Linked DNA regions of Zea mays: region 2 is linked to region 1. A link is a contact called in public Hi-C data. All regions are on one chromosome and are shown on one strand. Each heading gives the region's core, a stretch centred on a gene start, on an enhancer-like site or on the middle of the called end of the contact. The rest is flanking DNA. Distances are from core to core; before and after follow the strand shown. Region 1 holds the start of LOC100281352 (delta(14)-sterol reductase). Region 2 holds the start of LOC100279424 (FIP1).

Evidence for each region. A called contact is a pair of places that touch in the nucleus more often than the background predicts.
Region 2: a contact with region 1 is called in a Hi-C map of leaf, with 2.6 times the contacts expected there. The contact joins the promoter of LOC100279424 here to the promoter of LOC100281352 in region 1. A contact is called at or near these places in 4 of 25 Hi-C or Micro-C datasets (ear, leaf and tassel).

What each region holds. Positions count from the first base shown.
Region 1 is chr2:218,574,489-218,579,149 of Zm-B73-REFERENCE-NAM-5.0, reverse strand. It overlaps LOC100281352 (delta(14)-sterol reductase), which reads right to left and starts at 2,103. Exons shown (of 13, transcript NM_001154270.2): 1 at 1,693-2,103; 2 at 1,466-1,583; 3 at 1,306-1,376; 4 at 1,012-1,068; 5 at 403-494; 6 at 156-203. The coding sequence starts at 1,743.
Region 2 is chr2:218,735,920-218,740,156 of Zm-B73-REFERENCE-NAM-5.0, reverse strand. It overlaps LOC100279424 (FIP1), which reads right to left and starts at 2,810. Exons shown (of 4, transcript NM_001152434.1): 1 at 2,627-2,810; 2 at 2,413-2,514; 3 at 1,953-2,227; 4 at 1-8. The coding sequence starts at 2,795. It also overlaps the pseudogene LOC109944404.

The DNA of each region.
Region 1 (4,661 bases), core at 854-3,353:
TGCTTGCCTTACCGCCTTAAGAACACTGATTGAATTATGGTCTTACACCAATCAACCGTTAACAATTCTGTCGTGGTAACTGGTAACCCTGTCCTATTTCAAAATTTCGATCCCATATGCTAGGCAAAAACACAGGAAAGAAATTGCTAACATACTTGAGGTCAACTTCCATAAAATGAGGATTAAGTTGCACTCCAAACCACCTATTAAACAAAGTCATCAGCACAAAAAGTGTCGTTGTTAACTAAAAGAGAATTGCAATAAAATACACGGCCAGTGAAATATTCTGTTTGCTTGATCTTTCAATAATAACAAGAATTTGTAGACAAGAAAACTTATGTGTCAAAAATAAGCGAGTCATAGTTTTATATACAAACACAATATAGAGTTTTCTAGAAGTACCAATCTTGCATGAAGCTCCCACTAACATGTGGTCTCAAAGAAGAACTTTTGTGGCCGGACTTGATGCCGGCAATGTAGAGTGCAAAAGAAACCTGAAATCAAAGAGTGATGCATGAACAGCCAATCAAATAGCTTTCAATATAGTATAGTTTGTGGTAAAATGTAACTGAATACTGCATGATGAAAATATGAACGATGCTGAGCAGACAGTTGCATGCAATTTTGATCAAGACCAAACTAGTGGAAACATTACGTTCAGGTTTGTCATTTTCTTGTGAATTTCTGTCCAAGCTAAGGATGGACAATTAATTTGAGGAAACTGTTTGTTGTAACAAAATGTATTGACAGCCAACAGTTTGTATGCATGAGGCACACTCGTGACTGAGATAAAATTGAGAAAATTTAGAAGTACTTTAGGATGTAACACTCCTGAACAGACATTAAAGGACTCATTGGCGTGGAGTTAAGATCAGGTTTATCAGTCAGACACATGCAGGGGGGTCCTTTCATTTTCCACAATAGCACGGTGGCACGCCAAATGTATATCAAGTAGTTAGAATATTCATAATCAAGTGCAGGTGATCCAGTAAGGTCCAAGGTAGCACTTACAATGACACTAAAAATAAAGGTCACTGACAGAAGTTCGAGTCCCATGTCAGCTACAACCTGCAAGCATTGACAAATGACAAACAATATGTTGTTGATCAACTTGGCACACCTATGTCAATTCACATTGACAATAAATCACAATAAAAATTTCACTACGCTCGCCCATCTGAAAAGGATTGTGGCTCGGTCCTTGTTGAACTGGAGTACAATTAGTACAGCAGTTGAGCAGAAGAACACACCCAGTGCGCAAGGCACGAGGACTGGACACAGAGAGGCAAGACCGCAAGAGCTCACCGTGGGAGACATCCACCCCATGTAGACACCGAACGCCGAGAGTCCCAGCAGCAGCAGGAGCGAGAGCAAACCTGCAAGCCACACGAGAATCAAGGGAAGGCGATCGAACAACTCAGCCGGCTGCCCAGAGGATTCAGGGAACAGCGGCAGGAGGAGGTACCGTTGCAGCGATAGTGGAGGCGAGAGGAGTCCGGGAGTAGGGCTCCGTCGACGAGCTTCCCTGGGAGGATGGCTCCAGCGGCGGCGAGATACCCGAGGTAGGCGAGGAGCACCACCACCTGCGCAGCAAAGAGCGAGCACACAAGTACACAGTGAGCGATCCATGTGCAGCAACCCGCAGCAGACCAGAGGAACAACGGTCGCGAGCGATGAGCGACGAGACACCACCGCGCTCCCGGAGGGCACCAGCGTGGGGAGGACGGCCGCGGCGGCCTCCATTCTCCGTCACGGCAGGGATCTCGTGGTGGCCTGGTGGCGCCTACGGTTTCTGTGGGCGTCGGCGGTGGAAGCCTAGCGGCCTAGGGGTGGCCTCTGGCCTAGGGACGGGCGGCCGGAGGCCGGCGTTTGCTGCCTTGCTGGAGGGCGGCGGCAGCCAGGCTGGGGCAGGCGACTGAAGTCTTGCTGGAGGGCTGGAGGCAGATAGTCAAGCAGGCGACGCTGCGACGGTAGGGCCTAGGGCCGGCGGCTTGCTGGCGGCCGTGTGTGTGGAGCAGGGGTGCTGTGGAGCCAGGGAGGTGGGGTCGGGATCGGGATCGGGATCGGCGGCCGATCGGGACTTGGGGTCGCGGGTGGCTGTTGTGCCTGGGAGTGGGACCATGGGATTGGCAGTAGGTTAGGATGTACTCCGTATTTGGTAATTGGTTTGACTCAACGTGTCACCTCCATTTTTTAGATCACACCGTTAAAAAAAACTACTCCGATATCTATCTCATCCCTATGTAACTCTCATCCAAATATTATAGCTGTTCTCTCACATTCCACCATGTACATTGAACCAAATACACCAACCATATAAATTCGAAGCAAAATTCGCATAAATCCGCTCAATATAGAATTTTAAATTTAAAACGAAATTCGATGTTTTCTCGACGAATTTTGTTGCAACTTCGGTAATTTCGTTGTTTCAGACAAAAAGCAACGATATCCGGTTGAAAAAACTCGGTTTTTTATTTTTATGATTTTTAGAACTTTTTGAACGGTGAACCGAATTTTTCGAAATTTACAGCGAAAACAAATTTTCGTGGGAGTTCGAAAACGAAAAAACTCTGAATTTCAGTGAGTTTCGTTCAAAAATTGCTAACAGTTGTGGGACTCGTCTCTTACAGCTTCCAATACCCCTAATCTCAAAGCATATTTAGAGAAAATTAGAAAAATTAACTCCCAACGATTCCTTAGATGGTCTCTCTATGCTTTCTCATGCGGAAAAACCATGCGGATATACATCGGCTCAATTTCTCCTAGTCGTCCTCTTTTTTCACCTTTCCCGCAGCCGCAACCTGAGCTTGGCGGCAGGCCGGCAGCAAAACATAGGGGTACAGTGCTGCGTGCTGTTTTGAAACAGTTCTACAGTGACGGCCTGACACTACACAAATTGTCAATGCTGTTATTATCGACGTTGGTCAGTGTTGACACCTTTTTCGAGCACCAAACACTCAACAAGAACCGGCGGCGGTGTTCTCTGCACAGACGCGGACGGTCCGCGACCAGGGACCGGACGGTCTGTGACCTGAAACAGAGGCTGACGTTCACTGCCTAGCGGTCGGACGGTCCGCGCGTGCGCAGGGGACGGCGAAAGGTCGTCGGCGGCGCCTGGATCTCGCTCCCGGGAGGGACCCCGTCGGGGAGGAGAGATCCTAGGAGTTGTCTAGGCTCGGCAGGCCGACCTAAACTCTTCTAATCGACGTAGAGTCGAAGAGAAGCGGAGGATTTGAGGATTGAGAAGCTAACCTAGAACTAGACTAGAACTATTCCTAATGCGTAAGGTAAAAACGAGAAATGGACTTGATTTGTTCGATTGTTGGGGGTTCAATCGGTCGTAGCCCTTCATCTATATAAATGGGAGGTCTGGATTCGCTTCAAACTGATTTCCGAGTTAATCCCGAGGTTTTAGGTAACAAATCCCGCGAGAAACTAGGAACCCTAACTGACTCTGCGCACGCGCGGACCGTCCGCGCTACCACCGCGGACTGTCCGGACCGCGGACCGTCCGGCCTCAGGGCCGGACCGTCCGCGAGACACTTTTGGTCTCCAACATATGCCCCCCTGCCTTTTGGTGAAGGTTGACGAACCAAAAGCATATGAACTAAACCTGATGTAAGTCACCGGCTTTTCGATATGGAGATCATTTAATAAAACACCAATGTATAAAGGTCGTTTCAGATTGTATCTTTCTCGGCCATGACCATTTGGTCAATGGATCAAAAGGAATAGAATGGAGGTGCCCCCAGTCTGGATAGACAAAGGGACTATACATGTACCACGAATTCATCATTATACCATTCCATGTTTGAACAGGATAATATAACGATGATGAGTAAACGGGTGGAAAGTACCCTGGTCTCATAGGATGAATAGGCGATGCTTGTTGTGTCGCCTTTCGGGCCGTTTTGTTTACCCGTTTCGTCTTAGCAAGTGACCGGGGTTTCTTCGTTGACCGATCACGTAGAACGGTCTTCTTGCTAGTATCCTTGGAGAGCAACTGATCAAAAGTAGGGTCGGCTTTGATCAGCCGACCATATATGTTCTGCCCTTGCGTCTCCTTCCCTTTTAAAGTTTTGTGTGGAGGCTGACGTCTTTGGCCATAGGCGGACTGTCCGGCAGAGTTAGCCGGACCGTCTGTCTGAGCACCGGACCGTCCGCACGTATGTGCCAGCCCGTCCGTGATGCTCAAGCCAGGCTGTCGTGCTTGGCTCATTAATTGTGCTTGCCCCCCGGTGCCTCCTGACTTTTTAGCCTTATCATCCGGAGCCTTTCGAGCAATCTCCTTTTGCGATGTATTTGACGTGCGAGGATCGTCAATGATGATGTCTTTGCTTTTGCTTTTATCGGCCATTTCGGGCCGAACTAAGACCTTTTTGCATGCGATATCTATTGTATTAACGGGAAATGGTTGTGTGTCCACTTGCATTTCCTGAAAAGCCAACCGGCCCTCATTTATGGCCGATTGTACCTTTCGACGAAAAACATTACAGTCATTGGTGGCATGAGAAAAAGAATTATGCCACTTACAAGAAGCACGTCTCTTTAATTCATCTATAGGAGGGATATTATGAGTTAATTTAATGTTTTCATTTTTAAGTAGCTCATCAAATATCTTATCGCATTTGGCAACATTAAAGGTAAATTTAATCTCTTCT
Region 2 (4,237 bases), core at 1,561-4,060, 160 kb before region 1:
AAAACAACCTGTTCAAGAGTACATAAATGATCAGGCGTGGTTGTAACTAGGAACAAACCACAAGGCCCACAACTGATTATATCTTTCAATGATCAAACTTCAGAGAGATGTTTATAAACCAAGACTAACAAATCTGCAGTTTCCATTTTGTCAATACACTAGTACTGATTATAATCTGCCTAGATTATATAATCCAACAAAATTTCAACTAACATCTAGTTCAAAATTTGTTGATTATATAATCTAGGCAGATTATAATCCCAAACAAACACCCCCTAAGGTAGTGTTTGGTTCAACATAGATTTTTAGAGTTGGATACTACACAAAATCCAATATAAATTCTATTATCAACTTATGTTGAGATTGTGAAATTCTGGCACAAAATCCAATACAAAATCTAGGGGCTATTTGGCAAATAATGAGATTCAAGAATGAGATTTTAAAAATGAGCTATGAACCAAACAGGGCCTAAGTAGCATAAAATCAAAGCAAGGTAGATGAAGTGACGTTAACCATCTGGCGTTCTATATGACAAAAGGGTACCACATAAGCTAGAAGACAAGTTTAAGCTAAAAGAAGTTTTATAGAACGTCAATTAGACTTGCTATGTTGTATGATGCAGACTGCAGAATATTGACCTAAAAAATGTTACATGTCAACAGATAAGTGATGCAAAAATGTGTACGTTGTGTTAGATTTATGACCATACAAAAAGGGATTGAGTACAAAATGATGAAATGTGTCATAGGCTAGGGCTACCCCAGTTAAAGAAAAGTTTGTCCAACAATGTTGAAATGATTTGGACATGTCCAACGTAGACCTCCAAAGACACAATAGCAATAAGAACTAGAAGGGAGAAAGAGGAAGACCGAAGTTGACATGAAAAGAAATAGTAAAAAAAGACTTGAAAGGACGAGATATCTTAAAGATTTAACCTTAAATAAGAGCACATGGAAACCAACTATTCATATATCCAAACTTTAACTTTGAGTGTTGTCAAGTTTTTAACTCTAGCCTAATCTAACCTCCTCGAGACTAAGAGTCTATTTAGTTGGGTTGTGGCTGTGAAAAAAAGCTGGTGTGAGCTGAGCTTTGAAAAATTGTTGTGAGCTGTGGGCTAAAAAAAATATTTGGTGGAAACCGCTAAAAGCTGCTAAAAGTTCTTCCATATATATCTACACAGTTCCATTTTAAAGCAACTAAAAGCAGGTCCAGAGATGCTTTCAGTTTTGCACTACGAGAATGCCGACTTTTAGAAAAAAATGCTTTCTAGACCGATCCCTTTGGTTTGGCTTTTGGAAGGCAAAAGCCAAAGCTAACAGTCAAACCAAACACACCCTAAAAGACTTTGTTGTAGTTCTTACTATACTACTAAGGAGATGTTTGGTTCCCCTGACTTTAGTTTAGTCCGTGTCACATCAGATATTTGAATGTCAATTATGAGTATTAAATATAGTCTAATTACAAAACTAATTACATAGATAAGGACTAAATGACAAAACAAATTTATTAAGCATAATTAATACACGAATAGCAAAAGTTTACTGTAGCATCACATGGACGAATCATGGATTAATTAGCCTTAATAGATTTATCTCGTTGTTTAGTCCTTATTTGTGTAATTAGTTTTGTAATTAGAGTATATTTAATACCAATAATACCCGATGTGACACGTACTAGACTTTAGTCAGGGAACCAAACACCCCCTAAGTAGCAACTTTGTAGCATATATACCAATCTCTATAGTATAAATAAAAAAAGTTGATAACTAATGTGCAATCACGTATTCGATATTTAGCATCCAATTGGTCATGTAATCTAAAAGTTCACACATACTTCTGATGCAAACCAGAGTACACCCTTTTTTAGCATCAAACCCAGGGTCCCAATCCCAAAGAACTCCATTGCACACACCGAAGGGGTGGGGGGCAAGAGACGCAGCCACCACGTACCTTATAAAAGGATGACTCAGTTTTGTTGTCCTCAGTCACATATTTCACAGGGCTGTCGCTACCGAATGCAATCTTGACAGTCGAGAGATACAGGACGCCCATGATTGGTCCATGCGACGTTGATAGGTAGCACACATATGCCTTGTTGAGCTTCTCATCAGGCGAGCACTCAAAAGTCTGCTGAAATATCTTGTCGTAGCCACCCTCAGATATAACCTTGGATATCTGAGCAATCCTCCCCATGGCAGTATCAGTGATGCTGGGTCCAGTTTTCACTGCAGAGATGCACAGATTGAGTGTTATTATTGCAGCAACAACAGTTATGTGCGTTGATTATCTGAACATAGCAGAGTCCGCGCGCGTTACTATTAGCGTGCTTCTGATTGCAAACTACGGATCATCGTCATCTAGTATCAGTGCTCAGATTTGGTGTCAAATTGGGGGAAATCAAAGCACTCACGATGCTGCCAGACGTCGCCGGCGATGCCCTCGGTCTTGCGCGCGGCCTCGTTGAACTTCTTCCCCACCATGCCGAACATCTCCCTCAGATTCTCCCTAGCGCCTGCATGGCGGTGATCCCCCAAAACCAGAGCGATGAGGCCACAACAAACTAGGCAGTGAAACGAGATCACCAAGAAGAAGAAAAAGATAGCGCGAGGTCGAGGGGGACTCACTCTTGGCGGGCGGGTTAGGCGACGGGGCGGAGAGCACGTAGGGGTTGGCGCCGGACGGCGGCACGACAGGCGGCGGCGGCGGGGCGATGTCCTCCGGTGACAGCCTCGGGTACGCCGCGTGCTCCGCTGGCACCGCGGCGGGCGCGCTGGCGTCGGGCTTGGGATCCATGGGCGCTTGGGCCTGGGGAATGGGATCGGTGTCGGTAGGGGGAGAGGAGATGGACTATGGAGGCAGGCTGCCAGACTGGGGCGGGCGGGGTGGCCGGGTGGGATTGGGGAAGCTGTTGACTGCTCCGAGTCAGCGAGAGAGGGGGGAGTGGGGCACGAGAACGACGGGCATGAGCGCGCGACACGTGGATTCGAACGCGTGAGCAGGAAAGGATCGGGCCGTCCAAGTGGTAGCACAACACAACACCGGGACGCTGCCGCTCACCCATTTCTGTCTCACTTGTGAATGAGCTTGTGGTCAACTGAGGGCGAATACTAACCCACTTGTGACTTCGAGCCAACCTTGTAGTGCCCAACTAACCTAAGCCGGTAGTTATAGCTTCTCCTGATCATCAGTGGTGCCCAGCCAAGGACAAATGTAGAAGTCATGGATCTTGCCACTAGCAAAGGTGGTGTGTGTGAGAGAGGAGATTGAAGTAAGAGTGCAATAGTGGAGAACCGAGTGTTGACTCCATTCTGAACCTGCACAGCACTGGAGGGAAATTATGATATTATGATGTCCACTCATCCCTGAGGGGCTGGCTAGCTTGTTCGGTTAGCCGGTCATTTAGCACCGCCGGGGCAAACCTGCAAGATGGATGCAAATATGTAGTACATACCATTGACGCCAACGGCCCAACCACTGATAACCTGCCCAACACCTGCAAGCAACACACCATTAAAACCATCCCTTGCTACTACTCTGGAGTAATGCTAGAGAGCAACTACCTAGTCTAACCTCAAAAGATCTTCCACTGATGTTGGAGTCAAAAATAGCGTCATTCTTTAGCTTGTCAATATATCTATCTAACAACAACCTAATAAGAAAACAAAATAGCATTGTAAGGCATCAGATAGGAGGGCCTCAAGTATTAAAATTTATCATAGCCATGCAAAAATTGCATGCAGGTCATGGTAAAACATATAAATGTTAGAATCGCAGAAGGCAGTGACAAATTGCAATAATAAATGGGTAGCTAGGAGGGGATCATCCCTATGAAGCTCCTCAGATGCCAGAAATGTTTACCTTGTGGCTTTTTTACCATCAGGTTTGCCCATCTCTACCTCCTGGACTATCATACCATTGGCAAACGTACATGTTTGGAGTGGTTCCTTGCTATCTGACTCACTAAGTCCAGTTCTGCCTCACTTCCACTTCTGCTTATGTTATGTGCCTTCTTTGTCTTGTTCTTTTTATGGCCTCCTGCGCACCTGCCTCATCATTGTCTTTATCACTAAAATTAGGTGACAAACCTTGTCAAACGATACTGAGCCATGTGATTAACATTCCTATGTGAAAAGCATCTGCAAAGCAACATTTCAAGATACTAACATATTGTTGTCTTAGCAGATTGCTCACTGCCATCACCCCTAGAGGCACTTTTGTTCTTGTTTTTCTTTTTC